Linked DNA regions of Mus musculus: regions 1, 2, 3, 4 and 5 are each linked to region 6. The links are chromatin contacts, called in public HiChIP or PLAC-seq and promoter capture Hi-C maps. All regions are on one chromosome and are shown on one strand. The core of a region is the stretch at or near the end of the contact, and the rest is flanking DNA. Distances in the headings are between cores, read along the strand shown. Region 1 holds the start of Zfp87 (zinc finger protein 87). Region 2 holds the start of Zfp455 (zinc finger protein 455). Region 3 holds the start of Zfp874b (zinc finger protein 874b). Region 4 holds the start of Zfp708 (zinc finger protein 708). Region 5 holds the start of Rsl1 (regulator of sex limited protein 1). Region 6 holds the start of Nsun2 (NOL1/NOP2/Sun domain family member 2).

What was found. Promoter capture Hi-C pulls out the DNA fragments that hold promoters and counts their contacts. HiChIP or PLAC-seq counts read pairs in DNA pulled down with a chosen protein or histone mark. Capture Hi-C pulls out chosen DNA fragments and counts their contacts.
Region 1: a promoter capture Hi-C map of liver shows a contact between it and region 6, with 2.4 times the contacts expected there. The contact joins the promoter of Zfp87 here to the promoter of Nsun2 in region 6. A contact is called at or near these places in 1 of 39 promoter capture datasets (pre-B cells) and 1 of 9 other capture datasets (liver).
Region 2: a contact with region 6 is called in an H3K27ac HiChIP or PLAC-seq map of thymic regulatory T cells, with 10 times the contacts expected there. The contact joins the promoter of Zfp455 here to the promoter of Nsun2 in region 6. A contact is called at or near these places in 1 of 484 Hi-C or Micro-C datasets (CD4 T cells) and 2 of 115 datasets of contacts at active chromatin or transcription factors (large pre-B cells and thymic regulatory T cells).
Region 3: a promoter capture Hi-C map of embryonic stem cells shows a contact between it and region 6, with 3 times the contacts expected there. The contact joins the promoter of Zfp874b here to the promoter of Nsun2 in region 6. A contact is called at or near these places in 2 of 39 promoter capture datasets (embryonic stem cells and pre-B cells).
Region 4: a promoter capture Hi-C map of liver shows a contact between it and region 6, with 5 times the contacts expected there. The contact joins the promoter of Zfp708 here to the promoter of Nsun2 in region 6. A contact is called at or near these places in 2 of 39 promoter capture datasets (the 3T3-L1 cell line and pre-B cells), 1 of 484 Hi-C or Micro-C datasets (CD4 T cells), 1 of 115 datasets of contacts at active chromatin or transcription factors (large pre-B cells) and 3 of 9 other capture datasets (adipose tissue, liver and macrophages).
Region 5: a contact with region 6 is called in a promoter capture Hi-C map of pre-B cells, with 5 times the contacts expected there. The contact joins the promoter of Rsl1 here to the promoter of Nsun2 in region 6. A contact is called at or near these places in 1 of 39 promoter capture datasets (pre-B cells) and 1 of 115 datasets of contacts at active chromatin or transcription factors (large pre-B cells).

What each region holds. Positions count from the first base shown.
Region 1 is chr13:67,524,541-67,527,504 of GRCm38.p6, reverse strand. Zfp87 (zinc finger protein 87) reads left to right here and starts at 1,274. Exons shown (of 4, transcript NM_133228.3): 1 at 1,274-1,428. The coding sequence starts at 1,423.
Region 2 is chr13:67,192,902-67,195,883 of GRCm38.p6, reverse strand. It overlaps Zfp455 (zinc finger protein 455), which reads right to left and starts at 1,378. Exons shown (of 4, transcript NM_001048204.1): 1 at 1,290-1,378. The coding sequence starts at 1,295.
Region 3 is chr13:67,482,619-67,486,051 of GRCm38.p6, reverse strand. It overlaps Zfp874b (zinc finger protein 874b), which reads left to right and starts at 1,799. Exons shown (of 4, transcript NM_001076791.2): 1 at 1,799-1,911. The coding sequence starts at 1,906.
Region 4 is chr13:67,079,520-67,082,830 of GRCm38.p6, reverse strand. Zfp708 (zinc finger protein 708) reads left to right here and starts at 1,286. Exons shown (of 4, transcript NM_001012448.2): 1 at 1,286-1,381. The coding sequence starts at 1,376.
Region 5 is chr13:67,171,694-67,174,796 of GRCm38.p6, reverse strand. Rsl1 (regulator of sex limited protein 1) reads right to left here and starts at 1,615. Exons shown (of 4, transcript NM_001013769.1): 1 at 1,544-1,615. The coding sequence starts at 1,579.
Region 6 is chr13:69,610,169-69,613,399 of GRCm38.p6, reverse strand. Nsun2 (NOL1/NOP2/Sun domain family member 2) reads right to left here and starts at 1,384. Exons shown (of 19, transcript NM_145354.5): 1 at 1,212-1,384; 2 at 942-1,099; 3 at 358-462. The coding sequence starts at 1,307. It overlaps Srd5a1 (steroid 5 alpha-reductase 1), which reads left to right and starts at 1,937. Exons shown (of 5, transcript NM_175283.3): 1 at 1,937-2,433. The coding sequence starts at 2,153.

The DNA.
Region 1 (2,964 bases), core at 25-2,524, 2.1 Mb after region 6:
CAGCACAGAAACCAGCTGTCTGTGTAGCATACTTGTCTAGGGCTAGAGGGAAGATGGGAGCTTCTGGCCAGGGGGGTGGGGGGTGGGAGCAAAAAATGCAGAGACAAACTGTGCACAACACTAAAGTATCTCTCTAGTATCAGCAATTCGGAGGTTACAACACATGCTTAATCACTGCAAGGAGAACTAAGTAGGAAAAGAGAAGTTGAGTTCTCCACAGTGATAAAAATACCATGGATAGTGGTAGCACATGCCTTTAATCCCCGCACTTGGGAAGCAGAATCAGGGGGATCTTTGAGTCCAATGCAAGCCTGGTCTACAGAGCAAGATACCCCATGCCTAATGCAGAGAGAAATTCTACAATGGATGATGGACCAGAAGTCCGTACAATGCTAAGAACTGTGCCCTCCTTGGGAGAGAAGCAGAAGAGATACTCACAGGCTCAGAGACCACCTGCTGTTAAACACTTCTCTGTTTGTGGTGAACCAGGGAGACGTGGGTGATGTTCTGGTATAGTTCTCATAAAATTAAAGTTCTTATGCAGATTAATGAATGAAAGTGTAAGCAAGGGACAAATGGAGAGATCAAGGATCCACCAATGGATTCTGGAAAGTCTTCACATGTAAATGTGAGGGTAGTACTTATAACCTCGTTCAGAGATTTTTTTTTTTTAACGTCTATGTCTCTGACCTACCTCCTTCACTGTATGGATTCCAGTGCTCACAGGAAAGTGTTTTTGTTTGTTTTCCCAGCTGTGGAGTCTAATGCATGTATGCTCACAGGCTTGTCAGCACACATGGAAAAATGGAGTATGTACAAGTTGAGCATTAAATTAAGTCTTCCTTCATTCTAGGCACGTAGTCTACCCCCTTTGCTAGTTTTGTACTTTGTATTTTGAGACAAGGTCTCTGTAAAGTGCCTAGAACGCTTTGGATTTGTAATCCTTTCATTTTAAACACCGAAGTTGATGTCAAAAAGCATCTCTAAGTAATAGCACTCACTCCACTTTAGCCTCTTGTTTCCTTATTTTAAAGTACAATTAAATGATTGTCAACTTTTGGTGCAGGTTCCAATTTTATAATTAGTAGACGAGTTTTTAAACTACAGTTTGACCAGATACAACTAATAACCCCTCCTATCAAAGCCTCAACGGATGTTCTAGCACGTCCGTTTTACAACCGGAACTTTTAAAGCAGCCTGACTGTGGGCTTTTGTCCCAGTGCTGACACCTCTCCTTTCTTTCCACCCTCCTCCGCTGTCAGTAGGGAGAACACAGAACTCTGGGAAATGTAGTCGTGCCCTCTGTGACGTCACAAGCAGCCGCTCTGCGAACCGCACTTCCGCATCCCGTCTGCAGACGTTTGTCTTCCCCTAAGTTAGCGGTGCTGTGTCCTGCTCCTCGCTCTCGATCGGATCTCTGACATGGAGGTTGGTCCAGGGAGCAGTGCAGCCTGAGGGAATGTGCAGGGGAGTGGTCCAGCTTGGAGGGAGCGGAGCCGAGGTGGACCAGAGGCAGGGAGAAGCCGAGTTGGTGATGCTGTGCTGCTGACCTAAGCTGGGCCAACTGAGCCTGGATGCAAATCTGGGTGGGGAGAGCAGTATGGGGGTGGCGCTGTGAGTGAAAGCTTTGTTAGGACGCGGCTGTATACGCTTCTGGGGTGGGAGAGCTGGCTCTGTAGCACAGAAATGTGGAATGGTGGAAGGTTCAGTATTGCCCCCCCGCAGGGTGGGCCGGCCCTCTCCTTGCGCCAGAGGTGTAAATGGGAGCCCACATTCCTGCTTGCCTTAGGAAGTCTGTTGGCTGTGATCACTTGGCCACTTGACTGTGGTCAGATTTCTCAGAACTTCTAGATCGAGTGGAGATCTGGCACCTCCTATTTATGGCCAGCCTAATATTCTTGGTTTGAGTTAATAGCTGCTCCTCGTTTCCAGGGACAGAGTTCTGCTAAGGAGGTTGGTGTATAGGATGTTAGTACCATTCTCTTTGGAATAAATTGTTAGGTTTTTTTTGGTGTGTTGTTTTGAATGAGAATATTTCATGGCCACCTCCGTGATCTATATCTTCACACTTAACACTCACATGTAGAGACAGTCTAATGTTCTAAAGGAGAAGGCTTATTCAGGATATTATTGATCCTACATTGTAGAGTAAAATACTAGAAAATACCGTATCCACTTATGTCAGAGATTGTGTAATGTCAGAAGCTTGGACTCCTTTTCTGAAACAAATGAGGGGGTGATGGGAGCAGAGAGATGGCCTGGAGATTATTAGTGACTTCGGGGAAAGGACTTGAGTGTCCCTGGGGAGGAGAAGTGACCTTGAATACCTAACAGTGTTTACGTTGCTCTTCAATTGTGAGCTTCTCTTCTATCTCTGGACACTGCACATCTAAACCTCCCTTAACAACTACTCTATCACTGCCCCGACTGTGGCACTCAGGTTCCCTGTTGCTCCCTGAACATTTGCCAGTTTATCCACGTCAGAAAGATTGAAAGGTGAATTTGAAGAGCTTTTGCTCAGTTAGGGTCCCTTGCCCATAATAGACTCCTTGGCCTGTCTCTTGTATAGTTTTGTAGTTCACAACACTTTAAGTCAAATCAAGTGTTTGTGTGGCATTAAAGCCTATTATTCATAAGGAACATGGGTTTTAAGCCACCTTCAGTATGAATATTTCTGTGGACTATGTAACTGTTATGTAAAAGACAGAGACTTCCTAGTTAATGTCACTGGCCTACAGGACAAGAACAGCATTGTGTTTTCCATTATCTAAAGTGGGAAGAGTACACTACCTTGTGAACCAAAAGTGGTTTCCTAAGAAGTAGGCATGAAGCAGAGGCATGCTGTCCTGTAACTTACAGACCTTTCCAGTATATATACTTTAAACACACCTGTGATTGAAAGAAACCAAACCAAACCAAAACTGAAGCCTCTTCTTGGAGCATCCTTGTTATCTCTGCATTGTG
Region 2 (2,982 bases), core at 129-2,628, 2.4 Mb after region 6:
TTAGTGAAAACAAAGTTTGAATCCCACATGGATTGGGTCGGCAGAAGGGAAGCATGTGTACTTTGTAAGACACCAAAGTGTTGATTGCAGGGGTTTTCCACGGCTCTCACTGGAAGACATGGAATGAATCATAGAGAGTATTTCTCACGTCCATCAAGCATGATTAAATGTTTTCTGACACAGACTGAGGTAGCCTACATTGGCCTTGAATTTGCTATCAAGCAGGGGTTGACCAGAGGGTCCTGCCCCTCCCCCTCACAAATACAGAGATGACAGGAATGTGCCTCACAGTAGGCTCAAGTGTCTTTCTATCACAGGTCTGTTTACTTTAAGTCACAAGAATACACACAGGTCTGTGAGCTCTTCCTTACCCTGCTGACCTGACACAAAAGCCTGGCCCCCTAAAACAAGGCCACGCGAGATTTTCACCAGATACTAATACCCTGCTCATAAACGTTCTCAGGTTCAAGGCCTGATCAAGGCACGTTGACATAATCATAGTGTGCCAAGCAGACATTGTGTCTTATTTACAATTATTCAACCCTACTTTATGAACAGGAAACCTATCCAAGGTTTAAGGAAACCCAGCCCTCAAGGTAAAACCAGGTGGCAGGTTGCCTGCTTTGCTGACTTCCCTCTGTGTATCCACTACATGTGTTTCCTCACCTATAGTCAAAGACTCTCAGTGACCTCCCATCCTGGCAGATCTCTCTGCTCTGTTCCAGATTTTCCCATCTATGACCTGTTGGGACTTGGATTTTTATTCTCTCTTAATTCCTTAACTGATAGGGAAAATGAACATAATCAGGACCGTAGGAGGAGGCCAGGTACAGAGGATAGTGGGGCCAGGTACCCCATTTGCTCTAAAGGTACTGACTGGGGCATCTGACAGCATCCACCTGAGAATGGGGCAGCTAGGGGAGCATGCTTCCCAGCAAAGCTGTCAAAGAGTTCCCAGCACTGCCTCAGGTGCAAGTAGTCATCTCACCATCACTAGCTTGCAATCCTGACCCCTGCTACCAGTCTGTTCCTATGTCCAAGACACCCTGCGGTGTCCTATGAAAACCCTCACCTCAGACACAATCCCAATCGCCCCATTCCTGGTCCAGAACTGCAACCTCACGTGACCCAGCCAGATCAGCACAACAAATCCCAACAGCTTCTTTTCTTCCGTTCTCCCTCCAAGCCCAGGTCCGCTCAGTCCCCACCTTCCCCACACCCACTCTCCCCGCCTTTTCCCAGCCCGATGCTTGCACAAAGCCCCAGGCTGTGCTGTTTCATGAACCAACCTCCATGACAGAGACAACAGGCGTGTACAGCCGTTCAGGACTCTCGCAAAAACTTTGAGGAAGGCACAATGTACAAAACGAAAGCTAAAGTGGGATTGCCTGGATGGCTCCTCGTGATGGCACAGTTGCTTGGACTACATATCCCAGAAGTCTTTGCGAAGCTATTCCTGGAACTGAATGTGGTCTTTCCCTGGTCTTAGATTTGTAGCCTTCTCTCTGTTTTCTTTACTATTATACTATGGTAGGTACTATGGTAGGTACTTGGCCTACTTTAAAGCGCTCGACTCTAATGTAGACTCTGTCATAATACTCAGTATTGCAAATAAATAAATAATACTTGTTCCTTTGCAATTACACTCTGCATGAGACATACATGGATCAGATTCCACATCATGAAAAACAGTTTTGTGTAAATATTAGGATGTATATACTGTGGTTAGTTGGTCAGGGACACATTGAGAGTATAGATCATTTAACAAAGTTAAAACTTTAAAATGTTAATATATATTTAAGAAATTCCTTTTTAGTGGGAGCTGTACTACAATTTTAACGGTCTCCAATGGTTGTTCACAAACACAGGTACACATAAGCCACTGGGTATGTTTGCCCGTTGTTGATGTTGTTGTTCCTTCCCCTGCTCAGATTACACTTGGGAGGACACAGCTCCTGAGGTCACACTGGTATGTGTACTGGCCACTGGCCCATTATCCATTGTTAGAATTCTCTCTGCAGAGGTCTGATCTTTCTTACTCAATTTCCTTTCCCTGCTCTGATCTACAAGTGTTCCTATGTGACAATATTTTGAAAGTCAAAGCATCTGCCCTGAACTAACCTCAGTTTCTCAAAATCAGGACAGAGAAATGATTATTTCAAAAACAAATCAGAAATATCAAATAAGTTTATTGGAATTTGACAATCAAATACGTTAAAAAAAAACACCATACTCTGTAACCTGGAAGCCTCTGAGAGTTTCACTTTCATCTGTTTCTAAGAAAGACAATTCACTTCTCAACATGCCCATAGACTTTAATAGTCCCAAGACAGTCAAAGCCCAAAGTCTCTTGATGTTGTAATTCAATCAATTGCTTATTTCAAAGTGCTTACAAGATTACTCCTTCAACCTACCATGGACCAGTGGAAACCTGCCTTTTCCAAAAGGAGGAATAGTGACCAGGCAGGGAAGGATAAGAATAAGTTCGAGAGGAATGTGCTGTGAAAACCTAACCCCTACATCATCATATGCATTGGGTCTGTGGTTGCTGAATCATTTGGATGTCAAAGAACAGTGTCAACCTAAACTTCATCTGTGTGTTCTAAAGCACAGACATCCCCTTTCTAGATGTTGCTATGTTTCTAACATGAGGCTATGGTGGGGTTCCAAGTCCACTTAGCTGTCACCTGCATGTTTTATGAAGTGTGATCCCACCAAGATATTAGGAAGGACAGTATACACCCTACCAGTTACATGGTGAAGCATTTCTCTTAGCATGGCTGCAAAGCTCCATGCTGACCTACAGGATGCACCTCAGAGCCTCCACAACTAGTACAACATATACAGTGCTGTCCAGTTCTGCTTTCATCTAGGTTAGTATCAGGCCCCAAGAGAGTTTCCTTTGTCGCTGTGTTCTGAACCTGGAGAGCTTTCCTGAAAGTGTAGTTATGAGCATAAAGTCCCCACAATGGGCTTTCCAAT
Region 3 (3,433 bases), core at 550-3,049, 2.1 Mb after region 6:
AAGAGTGAGGCTGTTGAACAGTGTATTTATGGGTATTAATTAAACAATGTATAAAATACTTAGAGAAATTAAGATTGCAAACAAGATGGCCAGGGACAGGAAATGAACTATTATGGAAGCTTGCTGGCCATACATGCCGTAAAACATGGTTTTGAACACAAGAATACATGTAAATGTGAAAGATAAGTAGATGGCTGAGGAGTAAGCAAACGCAAATCAGATCCATATGAAGCAAAATCACTGAGTTCCACTTTGTGCTTCAGATTATTCAGAGAATCTTACAGACTTCTGTTCATCAGGTTCATGTAAAGGCCAAGTTCCAAAGTGAGGTACAGTAACTAAGAGAAATATTTCTGAGACTCACTAAAACTAACTTTCTTACATGTAACAGTAATCTTCAACTCCAATAGTCCCGTACAAAAACACATACAATCCAGTTATTATATTTATAAGCAATAAACCTAGATTGGCAGAACTATACTAACTTATCCCCAGCTAGGAGACCGTTGGTTATCTGCAGTTTCTCCTGGTCACGTGGTTCAGCTCCATCTTAGCTGCTGCTTCCTCCTCTCCTGTCATCTCTCCCTCCCCATCTCTCGCTCTCCAAGATCTCCTCTCTCACCTTTCCTCTCCACGGCCCAATCACAGGCTTTTGCTTTTATTGACCAGTAAATGGGGAGAAGATTCACAGGAGAGCACCTGAGTACTTGATCCACCACTCTCCCGGGGGCCACCCCTCTTGAGGATGCAGAATTAACATGAAAATTCAAACAACATCAGGACAACCCACAACACTTACATAAGCTAAAGGTTGAAAATATGGACAAAGGATCTGCGATGGATCTGGGCGATCTTTACTGATAAACAACAGAGAGGAGGACTTTAAAATTGTTCGATACTCCGGAGGCAGAGGCAGGCAGATTTCTGAGTTTGAGGCCAGCCTGGTCTACAAAGTGAGTTCCAGGACAGCCAGGTCTAAACAGAGAAACCCTGTCTCGAAAAATCTAAATAAATAAATAAAATTGTTCGATGATTTAGTCTGTTTCTCTTGACTAACCTCCGACACGAATGGATTCCAATATTCACATGAAAACGATTTCCTGCAGTGGCTTGTGATCTGTGTACGGCTTGTAGTTGATTTCTAGAAGAGCCATTGCACAGGGCATCCAGAGTGATGGCGCTTAAGCCTTGTGGTGATCTCCTGTAAATAATCCGTGATTGTTACCTAAAATCCATGGCATTGTCTTCTTTGGGAATATCAAAAGCTTAGCATAACCTCAGTTATAAAACAATCCTGGTAAACCCGACACATTGGCTGTCAGTCCATCAGAAGCTGATTCCCCGGCGGCTTTTGCTAAAGCTTATCACATCCTGGAGTGTCTCTATCTCTTACCATCTTGGTAACTCAGTACACTGACAAATATTCACACAGGGTGTCAATACAGGAGAACGCGGCTCACTTAAGTATGTGCAGTACTGGGTATTAAGCCAAAGCCTTGAGGCAGTTTCCTCAAATAGCTGTAAATTTCACCGGAAATGAAGAAATTAAGAACTTTGCCAAGAAAATCCTCTGCCCCTTTAAGCTGGACCACAGAAACTGAGGAATGCACTCGGCTCGTTAGAACTGGGCTCAGTTCGTGGCCTCCATGCTTCTTAACTAGGCGACACTAACTAGGTGACAGACATCAATGCAGAAATCCAGGACCATTTTGTAGTACAACTCACTCTCCTAAGACTCCTGCAACGCCATCGCACAGACTTGTGGGAAATGTAGTCTGTAGCACGGTGACGTCACAGATCGGTACTTTGGTAAACAAGAGTTCAGCTTTTGGTAAGCATGTGCGGCTCTTATCCAAAGCTGGGCCAGACTCTGGTCCTGCTGTGCTCTCCCGTTGGATCTCTGACATGGAGGTTGGTCCAGGGTTCAGTCACCCCAGGGTCTGTGCGGGGTGCATAGGTCCGGAGGGAACAGGGACCGGGTGGAATGGAAGCTGGGAGGAGCTGATTTGGAGGAGCTTTCTGGACAGGGCTGGTGAGAGGGCGCTGCGGGGGTTAGTGGGACTGACCTCTGTTTAGACCGACAGAATTCAAGGAATGGAGAAGCTTGTAAGTTCAAGGATTGCCTAGGCAATGTTGGCTGGGTGAAGGTCTTTGCCTGGTCATGGTGATTCTGGGCGTTCACTTTCCAGCTTTCTGGTGGAAGTATTAGCTGGGTCACTCTCACGTGGATGTTACTGGATCGCTCAGTATGTTTAGATAAGAGGAGATCTGGTCCTTTCTGTACTTTATGGCTGTCTGTTACGGAGTTCAGGACCACTGAGAAAGATCACCAAATAAAACTAGGAATTAAAAGGTAAAAAACAAACCAACGAAACAAAACTGCTTTATTTAGAGCCACAATCTCCTTTGCCAGTTTGAGAACTGCTGCAAAAGGGTAGACAGGGGTTGGAATTCTTTAAGTCACAAAACACAGTTGTCTCAACTTGGGATGGTCTGCTTCATAAGGCATTATATTTTTTGTTTGTTTTCTGAGCAAGCACAGCTAAGAGAGATTAAAAAAAGCAGAATGCATGTCCGGTTACTATTGTTTGCTGTTTGTTTTTGTTGCTGTGTTGTACAACGCTCAGTTGGAAATGGAGCTAGTCTTTAATTCATCGCACATGCAGTTATTCTTGTCTTGCTTTGAGGTGACAGAACTTGCTAGGTTCCAGGGTCAGAGTCCTGAAGGGAGCATTGGTGTACGTGATATTTATCCCACTTTCTTTGAAATGAATTGTGGATTTAAAGAAGATTCACTTGGAATAGGAATCCCTCATGGAGGCTGTTCAGTTCCTCACTTGAAAGTAGCTTGACACCCATGTTTGCTAAAAGGATATTGAGCTGTTTCTCTTTTTTTTTTTTTTTTTTTTTTTGGTTTTTTCGAGACAGGGTTTCTCTGTATAGCCCTGGCTGTCCTGGAGCTCACTTTGTAGACCAGGCTGGCCTCGAACTCAGAAATCCGCCTGCCTCTGCCTCCCGAGTGCTGGGATTAAAGCCGTGCGCCACCACGCCCGGCTTGAGCTGTTTCTCAATGGAGGATTAATTAAAATCTTCCTAAGAAAGACAGATTTTAAAAAATTGCCTCCAGGGTTAGGAACCTTAGAGGTTGTAAAGCATGGGATTGTAAAATCTGTCACAAGGTGTTAACAAAGGACACCAGAGGTGCCCTCACTGTAAGATTGCACACACACTGCCTGTTTCAGTTCCTGACCCTTGGTCAAACTCTTTCGTAAATGTACAGTTCAGATTTGTGGATTTTGTGAATGAGCTGTCTGTCCTGACTGACAAACCTGTTGAACCAAACATCTGTATTTACAATAAATTCTCTGGGCTTTCAGATATTGTGGCTTCTCTGTTCTCTCCTATCTGAGAGACTGGAAGTCTGGCCCTGCTG
Region 4 (3,311 bases), core at 37-2,536, 2.5 Mb after region 6:
ATTGCTTTATAGCAGGGCGCGGTGGCACATGACTTTAATCCCAACACTCGGGAGGCAGAGGCAGGCAGATTTCTGAGTTAGAAGCCAGCCTGGTCTACAAAATGAGTTCCAGGACAGCCAGGGCTACACAGAGAAACCCAGTCTCGGAAAAGAAAAAAAAAAAAAAAAAAAAAAGGAAGGAAGGAAGAGAAAAAAGAGAAAATTGCTGTTATATAGACTTCCAGCAGAAGGTGTGGTCCAGATTAAAATTGTTATCTTCCCACCTCAGGATTGGAATTAAAGGCATGTATTTCCACCTGTTGCAGTAATTCCCCAACCCTGATACCCCAATAAGTCTATGCAAAAACCACACAACTCAGTTACATTATTTACAAGCTGCACGCTTAGACTGAGCAGATTTATCACTACACTACTCTATTCCCCAGCTGTGAGATCCCACATTATTTGCTGCCTCTCAGGGCCTTGTGGTTCTGCTCCATCTTCCTCTTATCTTCTCTTCCTCAGTCTTCTTCCTCCCTCGCTCCCTACTCTTCCCTCACTTCCTAAAACCTCTAGCCCCACCTTTCCCTTCCACTGCCCAATCACAGGCTCTAGTCTTTATTTGACCAGTTAGAATGGGGAGAAGGTTCACAGGAAATCACCTGAGTATGTGATCCACTCCTCTCAGGGGCAACCCCTCTTGAGGAAGCTGAATTAACATCAGAATACAAACAGCACCAGGGCAACCCACAACATCTACCTCACAAGTCATGACTAGAAGTGGATCCACCCACTTCAAACAAACAAAAATCCCTCAAAGGTGTCCCTTGTATTTCTTCTGGATTCCATCTAATTCTAGATGTAGTCAAGTACCAAGAATAGAAATCACAGGAGAAAAGAGTTTATTTGGTTTACATAACCTGGATTGCTGTCCATTGGAAGAAGCCAAGGCTGGAATTCAAAGAGGGCAGGAACCCGGAGGCAGGAGCTGCTGATGGTTTTTATTTTAAATCTAGTATAATTGAGTCAATGAGTTTTCCTCCTGCCAAAAGACTCTAGGAACCCCAGAGCTTTTTAGGTAACGTCTTTGATCAGAGTAAGAAGTAAACCTAATACAAGTTGCCGTCAAAGGCTGGATTTATATTCCCACAAGACCTTTGTAAATTTGAGACTTAAAAAGCAGCCTAATCCAGTGACAGGCTATAAATAGTTCTCCCTGACTTTGGTTCAGGGCAGTCCTTCGCGTAGACTTCTGGGAAATGTAGTCTCTCTTAGCATGACTCCGCTAGACCGGACTCTACTCCTCTGTGCTTCCGGTTCATTTTGCTTTTGTGTTTCTCCAAACTCTGCGGCTTTCTCAAAGTTGGAACAGTGTGGCTTGCGCTCCGCGCTCGACATGGAGGTTGGTCCCGGCTGCAGCCTAGCCTTGCAGGCCTCATGAACTATACGGGTGGGCGGGCCCGGGGTGCAGGGAGCCGGGGAGGGCTGGGCGGGAGGCGGAGAGAAGCCCACGTGGTCCTGCAGTGCGGACCTAGGCTTGGCCAGAGTGCAGGGGTGGGGCGCACGCACGGTGCAAGGAGTGATTGCTCTGTTAGGACAGAGCGGCTGACAGAGTCAATCATGTGTTTCAGGGACCTGAGAGGTGGCCTGCTACTGCGAGAATGGAGACTGGAAAGTCTAGGGTTGGTAGAGCAGGGTGGCTTGGCTGACCGTGCCAGAGGCAGGCTGTGATGAGAGCTCATACCCCACCTTGGCTGGGGAAGCTTGCTGTTAACTAGTTTTCACATTGCTGTTGTCAGATCCCTCAGGAAATCTAGAGCAAGTGGGTTTTTCTGGGCCCTCCCGTATTCAATGAGAGGCCCAGGACTCTGATTTTGAGTTCGTGTGGCTCATAGTTTCCAGGACAGTGAGTTCTGCGGGGGAGTTTGGTGTATGGGATGTTCGTCCCGTTTTCTTTGTGATAAATTGTTAGTTTTCAGGGCGGCTCACTTTGGATAGGAATCACTCCTTTACCCACTGTGACAGAACCCTCACATTCACACACCTGTATGAGGAAAAAAAAAAAAATCTCATCGAGGGGGCACTCTGAACTTTGTCCCAGCTATCACTGATCCTACAACACTGCAGAGTGGAAAATACTAGAGATTATTACCACATACAATTGCACCGGAGACTGCGATGTCAGAAATTTGGTGTTGTGTGGAAAGATTGAGAGTGAAGTTGAAGAGCTGTGGCTCACTCAGGGTCCTGTGATTGTATACAGCCAATGCTCACCCTGCCCTTTGTATACAGCCGCTGCTCATCCTGACATTTGTACTGTTTTTGCCACACTTCAGTCAAATTGATTTGTGTGCTGGAGACTGACTTACAGCATTAAAATCTATACCTGAGAAGCATGGGCTTTAAACTACATCAATACCAATACTTTCTATGTATCATCTAACAATCATTAAAATATGGACATTTTCTAATTAATGTCACTAATCTGCAGGAAACTAAGAATGTGCCGTTTTACACTGTTTAAGGTGTGAAAAGTACATTTTCTTGTACCTTAAATCTCGTTTCCTACAATGTAGAGGTGATACAGCAATAAGCACAATTATATTATAGGTCACAACACATAGATGTTTGATATCTATCTATCTATCTGTCTGTCTATCTACACTTTTACTTAATATATTTCTTAAACAGATCTATGATTGAAAATAAAACATCAGTGTATGCTGTGCTGTTTCCTGTTACATCTGCATTTGGGAGGTGGAAGCAGGAAATACAGTCCTTTGGGCATATGCTGAGTCTTATGTTGACTTATTCTTTTAGCTTTTTGTGGGTTCTCCATACTGATTGCCAGAGTTGCTGTACCAAGTTGCAGTCTTAGCAACAGTGACTGGGAGGTTCATTTTTTTCCACTCCTTCCCAGGATTTTTTTTGTCAGTTGTTTTGTTGATCTTAGCCTTTCTGACTGTAGTAAGAAGAAATCTCAAAGTTGTTTTGATTTCCTTGATGGTTAAGGACGATGAACACTTTTTGATGTTTATTTTTTAGCCATTTTTTGTTTCTTCTCTTTAGAACTCTGTTTAAATCCCTAGCTCATTTTTTAATTGTATCATTTATTTCCTTGAACGTTTGTATTTTCAGTTCTTACTATATTTTGGATATTAATCTCTGGACAGATGTGTAGATAACAAAGGTTCTCTCCTATCGTGTAGGCTTCTTCATAGTTGGTTGTTTCTTTAGCTGTCCGGAAGTTTTTAGTTTTATGGAATCCCACCTGTCAGTTGTTGGCCTTAATTCCTGCGCAAATGGTGTCCTTTTAAAGAAAAGTCCTTTCC
Region 5 (3,103 bases), core at 366-2,865, 2.4 Mb after region 6:
AAGGACAGCACAGATGTTTTAAGAACTCTTGCATCTCCTGACAGTGACAGAGATATATTTTCAGAGTTGGGCAGATCTAAAGATTAGCAGGACATTGGTGGGAAGTCAACATGAGAGGCAAAGAGAGGGCTGGATTCCTGATCAGGTTCCAAACAATACAGACTTCCCATTCCCTACCAGCCTGTCTATACTACACAGTGCTTAAAATACATACAACACAGATCACGAAGCAGCAACTCCTAGGTTGGGTCAAGAGTCAAAGAGTCTCTGAGTATGGAGTGAGGATTAAAGACAGGAGAGGCAGAAAAGATGCAGAGCCAAGAAATAGACTTGGGAGGATTGCTGGTCAATACCACAGCAGCCTCGAGTTTATTTTTCACCGCCCTTTTATACCTCATATTACCATGGGAAGCAAAGTTACAAGATAACAGAAACAATGGCAGAAATATACACAATGTCCATAAACTTCCTCAACAAGTCCAAGCCCTGATAATGTCATGTTGACCGGAACCATTTGGGGCCAAGCGGACACTCTCTTTTTAAAAAATTCTCGGGGCTGGTGAAATGGCTCAGCTGTTAAGAGCACCGACTGCTCTTCCAAAGGCCCTGAGTTCAAATCCCAGCAACCACATGGTGGCTCACAACCATCTGTAATGAAATCTGATACCCTCTTCTGGAGTGTCTGAAGACAGCTACAGTGTACTTACATATAATAAATAAATAAATATTTTTTTAAAAATTCTCAACTGTAAAGTAGGGATGGAGGTCCTGTCAAGTTTAGTAAACACAGCCCTCAAGGTGAAACATGGTGTGAGCTCCTTTTGATCCCACTCTGCCTTGTAGACATTCCTGCCTGTGTGTCCACTGCATGTGTTTCTTCAACCCTAGTCCAAGATTTTCCGTGCATTCAGACAGATATGTTGGCTATGTCCCAGAATTCCCCAACACGACAGCTGTTGTAACTCGGATTTTTCCTCTCTTAATTCTTTACTGGCAGCGAAAAATGAACACAGTCAGACCTCAAGGCCATTGCTATAAGCTGGCTACAGAGTACACGGGGACCAGAAACCCTTTTACTCTAAAGACACAAAGGACTCTGGCAGCATCCAGGTGAGATGGGGGCAGCCAGGGACGCGCGCTTCCAGCAATGCAGGTCTGTGAGCTCTGGCACTCTCTCAGGAGCAGGTAGTCAGCTCATCACCATTAGTTTGCAATCTAGTCCTCCACTACCAAGCTGCTCCAGTGTACCAGAGAACCAAGGCAGACTCGGGCTGCTCTCGGTGTTCTAAAGGAAACCTTCACTCAGGACACAATCCCAAAAGGCCAGTCCCCTCACTCCAAAACTGCAGCCTCAGTGGCCCCAGCCAGTTCAGCACAGCCAGTCCTGGCAGCTGCTTCCGCCCTCCCACCCAGTCCTCAAGCGCTCCCTCCAAGACAGAGCCCAGCTCCCGGCACTGAACCCCAGGCTATGCTGCTTCCTGAACCAACCTCCTTGACACAGATCCCGCACAGAGCCCCAGGCTACGCTGCTGCCTGGACCAACCTTCTTGTCAGAGACAACTGGAATAGATAGCCGCATACGATTTCCGCCCAACCTTAAGAAAGACGCACGAGTACAGACCTGAACTCAGAAGGGGATTTCCTGGAAGGCTCCCAGTGGTCACAGTGGTGCGGACTACATCTCCCAGAAGTCTGTGCGAAGGAAATCCCAGAACCCAGGGTGGGTGAAGTCTACTGTTTGGAGAGTTTTGTGGATGGGAACACACAGTTGAAGGTGCAAGGAGGAAGCCTTATCTGCAGAAAAGCTGTGGGTAATGAGATTGGTTTTCGACCCCAGAACCACATCGGAGATGTATGGATTTGAGTCAAGCCTTTGACAGAAACTTTTGGCTTACAAGTCATTTCTAGTAGTAATTTTAATATTACTACTTCCTGGCCGGGGGGGGGGGGACGGGACGGGGGGCACGTTGACTTAGTTGTTCGTTAAATAAACAAAGCAATACACTAACCAACGTGGCAAGGAAAACTAACTTTATAAAATGTTTGAAACCAGCCTTGGCGTTCCTGACTATGCTCCTAGCTCCTCAGTGGCTTTTGACAAATGGACTTGGGATACAAAGCTGGCTTGGTGTCTGCCCCAACAAACTTGTATACTGTTGTTTGTGTTTCTACTTTTTGAATATATAGAAACAATTCCTCCAGGGCATTGCTAATATTACACATACAGAAACACATGCTGTTTGAGCAGGCCAAGGAGGTTGACTCTGAAGATAAAATTTGACATCCCCATGCCACACCCAAGCATGTGTGTATCTAACATTCCTCTAAATCTCTTGTCCTGAGTTAATGCCCCGGACTCTCAGACATTGGAAAGAAGATCAACAAGAAGCCCATGGAGGCATTGATTAAAACCAGCTAACAGGCTACCTATGTCCAACAGAGACTACTACTGTTGATCTGTTGGTAGAAAGGTGTCTGTAATAAAAGCAGGTCACACATCCAGTCATTTCCCCTACTTGTTGTATGCAGGTGAGACATAAATGCACAAGGCTTTGAGTTGTACTGTAGAAACAAGAGTGTACAGAGCACAAACATTTTAAAGTGGTATACACCCTCACCACAATAGTTGAGTAGCCTGCAACTAGGATTTCCTTCTGAGAGCCCTCAGAAATCAGTGTACATGGGGCTGCTAACAAAACAGCCAGGGGATCACATGGAGTCAAAGCCTTGTCCATTCCTTAGATCCTGTGAACTAAAGGCAGGTACTAAAAAATCAGCTGCAGTGGAGTCTACTCCACTGTGGAACACAGACCCAAAGTAGCCTCTAAGACTACATAAGCATAGACTTAAGAGTTCAATCAATGTATTTTACTTATCCATCGAAATATATAGGGTGAGCATACCAAGTGATGATAGGCAATGCACGCTTAGAAACATCGGTACAGAAGATCAAAGAACAAAGGAAAAAAATCTTGAATCCACAAAATTGTGAAAACTTATTGATAAGGTATTAAACACACAATCCCAGTGGCATGGTTTAATCTTTGAATTCTGTATCCACAAAAGGCATGCATTTTAAATCCTTATTATTGAGTATGTGATA
Region 6 (3,231 bases), core at 135-2,634:
AGAACACCCAGAAATCCTGTCTCGGAAAACAGACAAACAGATGCTTGAAAAATACATCCAGGGACTAGGTACACGGCTCAGCAGTTAAGAGTACTGTCTGCTCTCTCCCTCCCAGAGGTCCTTCCCAGCAACCACATGGTGGCTCACAACCATCTGTAATGAGTCCTGTAATGCCTTCTGGTGTGTCTGAATACAGTGTACTTATATATAATAAACACGTAAATCTTTATAAGAAGAAAAAAAAAGGAAAGTACAACCAAGCTCTTTAAGCCGACAGTGACTTTAGAGCTGAGAAGTGCATTAAAGGGGGTTGGGGACCTAAGAAACACCCAGCACGAGGAAGCATTCTGTACCCACCAGCTTAGTGGTTGTGGAACTTCAACTTTCTGTCCATCTACTTCCAGGTCCTCCAACTCCTTAAAGTACTTGTTCTTCAAGCAATGGAGAATCTCTTTGGCATGGCTATGGAAAAAAAAAAAAAAGCAAGTTTCACAGTCATCTAAGAAGGTGAGTTGGTAAGATTTAATAGCTTTAAGATTGCCAAGTGTTTTAAACGTAAAACCAGTTCTGAGAAGACGTTCCATAAGCGCTCCGGGGTGTGCAGACTTTTTAACACCTAGGCCCTGTTAACATCTAAGAAAGCAACACCATCAATTTTCTAACTCCCTCCAGTTCACTGTTCTGTTGGACACACCTTACAAATAAGGTAAAAGCAATACTGCATTTTGTCACAGCTTCAGTTTTTAATTGCCACGAGTCTTGCGGACAACGTACTTTGACGTGCAAGAGAGGCAAAGATTCCTGCTGCTCTGATGGTCCCCCATAGGACCCAAGTCTTTCCCGGGTCGCGTTTTCTATTCATATTCTAATGTCCCACCGAGGACGTTCCTGTGCACTACAGCCCCCAAGTCCACACCTCAGAAAAGACACAGCAAACGTACCTTTTGTACCCAGTGATTCTCAGTGTGGCTGGGAGAGGTTCTCGGAGTGACTCCATGAATTGGTCCCATTCTCCCTCTGGCACGATCTTGAGTTCCTGATAGTAGTGCTCGAAGAGCTTGTTCTCCTTTACGATCTCGGGATAGCCACCTTCCCAGCCCTGCCAGGAAAGCGACAGGTGAGCAAGCTCCGACCGACACCCGCGAACCCGGCCCACGAGCAAGCTCCGCACGCGCGAGCCCACCAGACACCCCTCTCGTCCCCGCGCCTACCGCCTGGCCTCGCTTTCTGCCGCCGTCGCTGGCGTCTTCCTCGCCCTCAGGCTGCGGCGGCTGCTGGAACCGCCGGCCCCGCGCCCGCCGCCCCATGGCCCACGCGGCTGCACACGCGGAGCGCACACAGCGACCCACCAAACCGCACGCACGCTGCACTTCCGGCTGCATCCCGAGGACCCCGCGGCTGGGTCCTAGCAGAGGCAGTCAAAAAATATGCCTGAAAGACACAACATGCTCCCGCCGAGAACTCACGCAAAAAAAAGGGTGGTATTCCTATAGAGAACGTGTTTCCTCAAATCAACCTTAAACGCCACTGAGCGTGAATCTCCCCGTCTTACACAGAGACTCAGGCACCTGCATGGACGACCTGATCGTAGCGCGTGCGCAGAGAGTCATGGAGTGTTGTCCGATCTGTCGCTGTCCGGGTTAGACTGTGGAGGGGCGTGGTTGCAAGTTAGGCGGGGCGGAGCGAGAGTCTGTTTCGAGCGAAGAGGCGGGGTCTTTGCTGTGTAGGCGGGACTTTGTGGGTGATGCGAGGCTCTGGTGCTCCGCTGTGGCGCTGAGGGGGCGGAGCTCCGGCAGAACTTTTCGCGAGCCAAAGGAGCTCTCAGCCAATGTGTGTAGCGCTCCAAGATCGGGCGGGGCTCTGAGGAGCGGGGCTCGAGACTAAGGCGCCCTCCCCCCGAAGAGGCGTGGCTCCCTGTGTGGGCGGGGTTTTACCCAATCGTTCTCTCGTTTGGATTACGGGCGGGAGGGTATCTTCTGGTGGTGCTAGCCTGTGCTCCTGTCTCCGCCCGAGCAGGTGGCTCGCCCCTCCCCTGGGCAGGTACACCCTGCTGGAGCGCTGGCCCTTGTGGGCTGCTCTGCGCCCTCCTCCTGAGCTTATATGTGGCTCCACTTGGACATCCGAGCATGGAGCACGCTGCTCGACCTCAGCTATGGAGTTGGATGAGTTGCGCCTACTGGATGCGCTAGTCTACCTGGAGGGTTTCCTGGCTTTCGTGGCCTTCGTGGGGCTCCAGATGGTGGGCTCTTCCTACGGCCGCTACTCCTCGCAGTGGTCCGGCCGCCGAGTGCCCGCGCGACCTGCCTGGTTCCTACAGGAGCTGCCTTCAATGGCCTGGCCGCTGTACGAGTGCATCCGTCCTGCAGCCGCCCGACTGGGCAACCTGCCTAACCGCGTCCTGCTAGCTATGTTTCTGATCCACTACGTGCAAAGGTAATGGTCTTCCCTCCTGCGCTTGCTCCCGAGGACCCGCGGCTCAGAGACTTAATTCCGAAATACAAAGGATTGTCTAGAAAGGGAGGTAGAAAGGACCGCACAGAAGCGGTGGAAGTTCGTGTCTGGTCAGGGATAGTGGCACAGTGGTCCGGATTTCTTCCCTGCCCATCTGCAGACTCCGCCCTAAGGAGTATCTGCGATGCCATCCAAGCTGCATTTCTACTGTTTCCCCCTTGGGGAATCTATCCCTGGTAGCCTGTCCCATAGCCAGGTGACCTAGCTTCAGCTTGCTAACAACCTACTCTGGAACCACTGTGGACCCCGAATGTGGACTGGAGCAATTTCAGAGATGTTTTGCTTTCTCTGTGTGAGATGGTATGAATCTTTCCCAGGAGGTGTTATGTGAAAAATGTTTTAGTGACCGCCTCAAGTCTTTGGGTTTTCTAATAAACTGGACTGGACTGTCTCTAGGTCTTATCTTTAACTGACCCAACATTTATTAATAACGTTTAAATGTTTTCATCTAGATTCTGAAAAGTGCACAATTAAAAAAAAAAAAGGATGTCTCTATATCTAAGGAAGTTGAGTTCTGTGACATTTGGGACATGGGAAAGTCTCTTATCCTCTCTGATCCTAAAGTATTCATTTCCCAGAGAGGCTGGGAGAATGCATTGTTGTGTTAATAGCCTCTGCTTTCTTAAATCCAGTGAGGAGAAAGAATGAGTTTCTAGATCTATTGCCCAAAGTCCACTGTGGCCACTATGGTACATGAGTTGATTGATCTTTTGCTGTTTT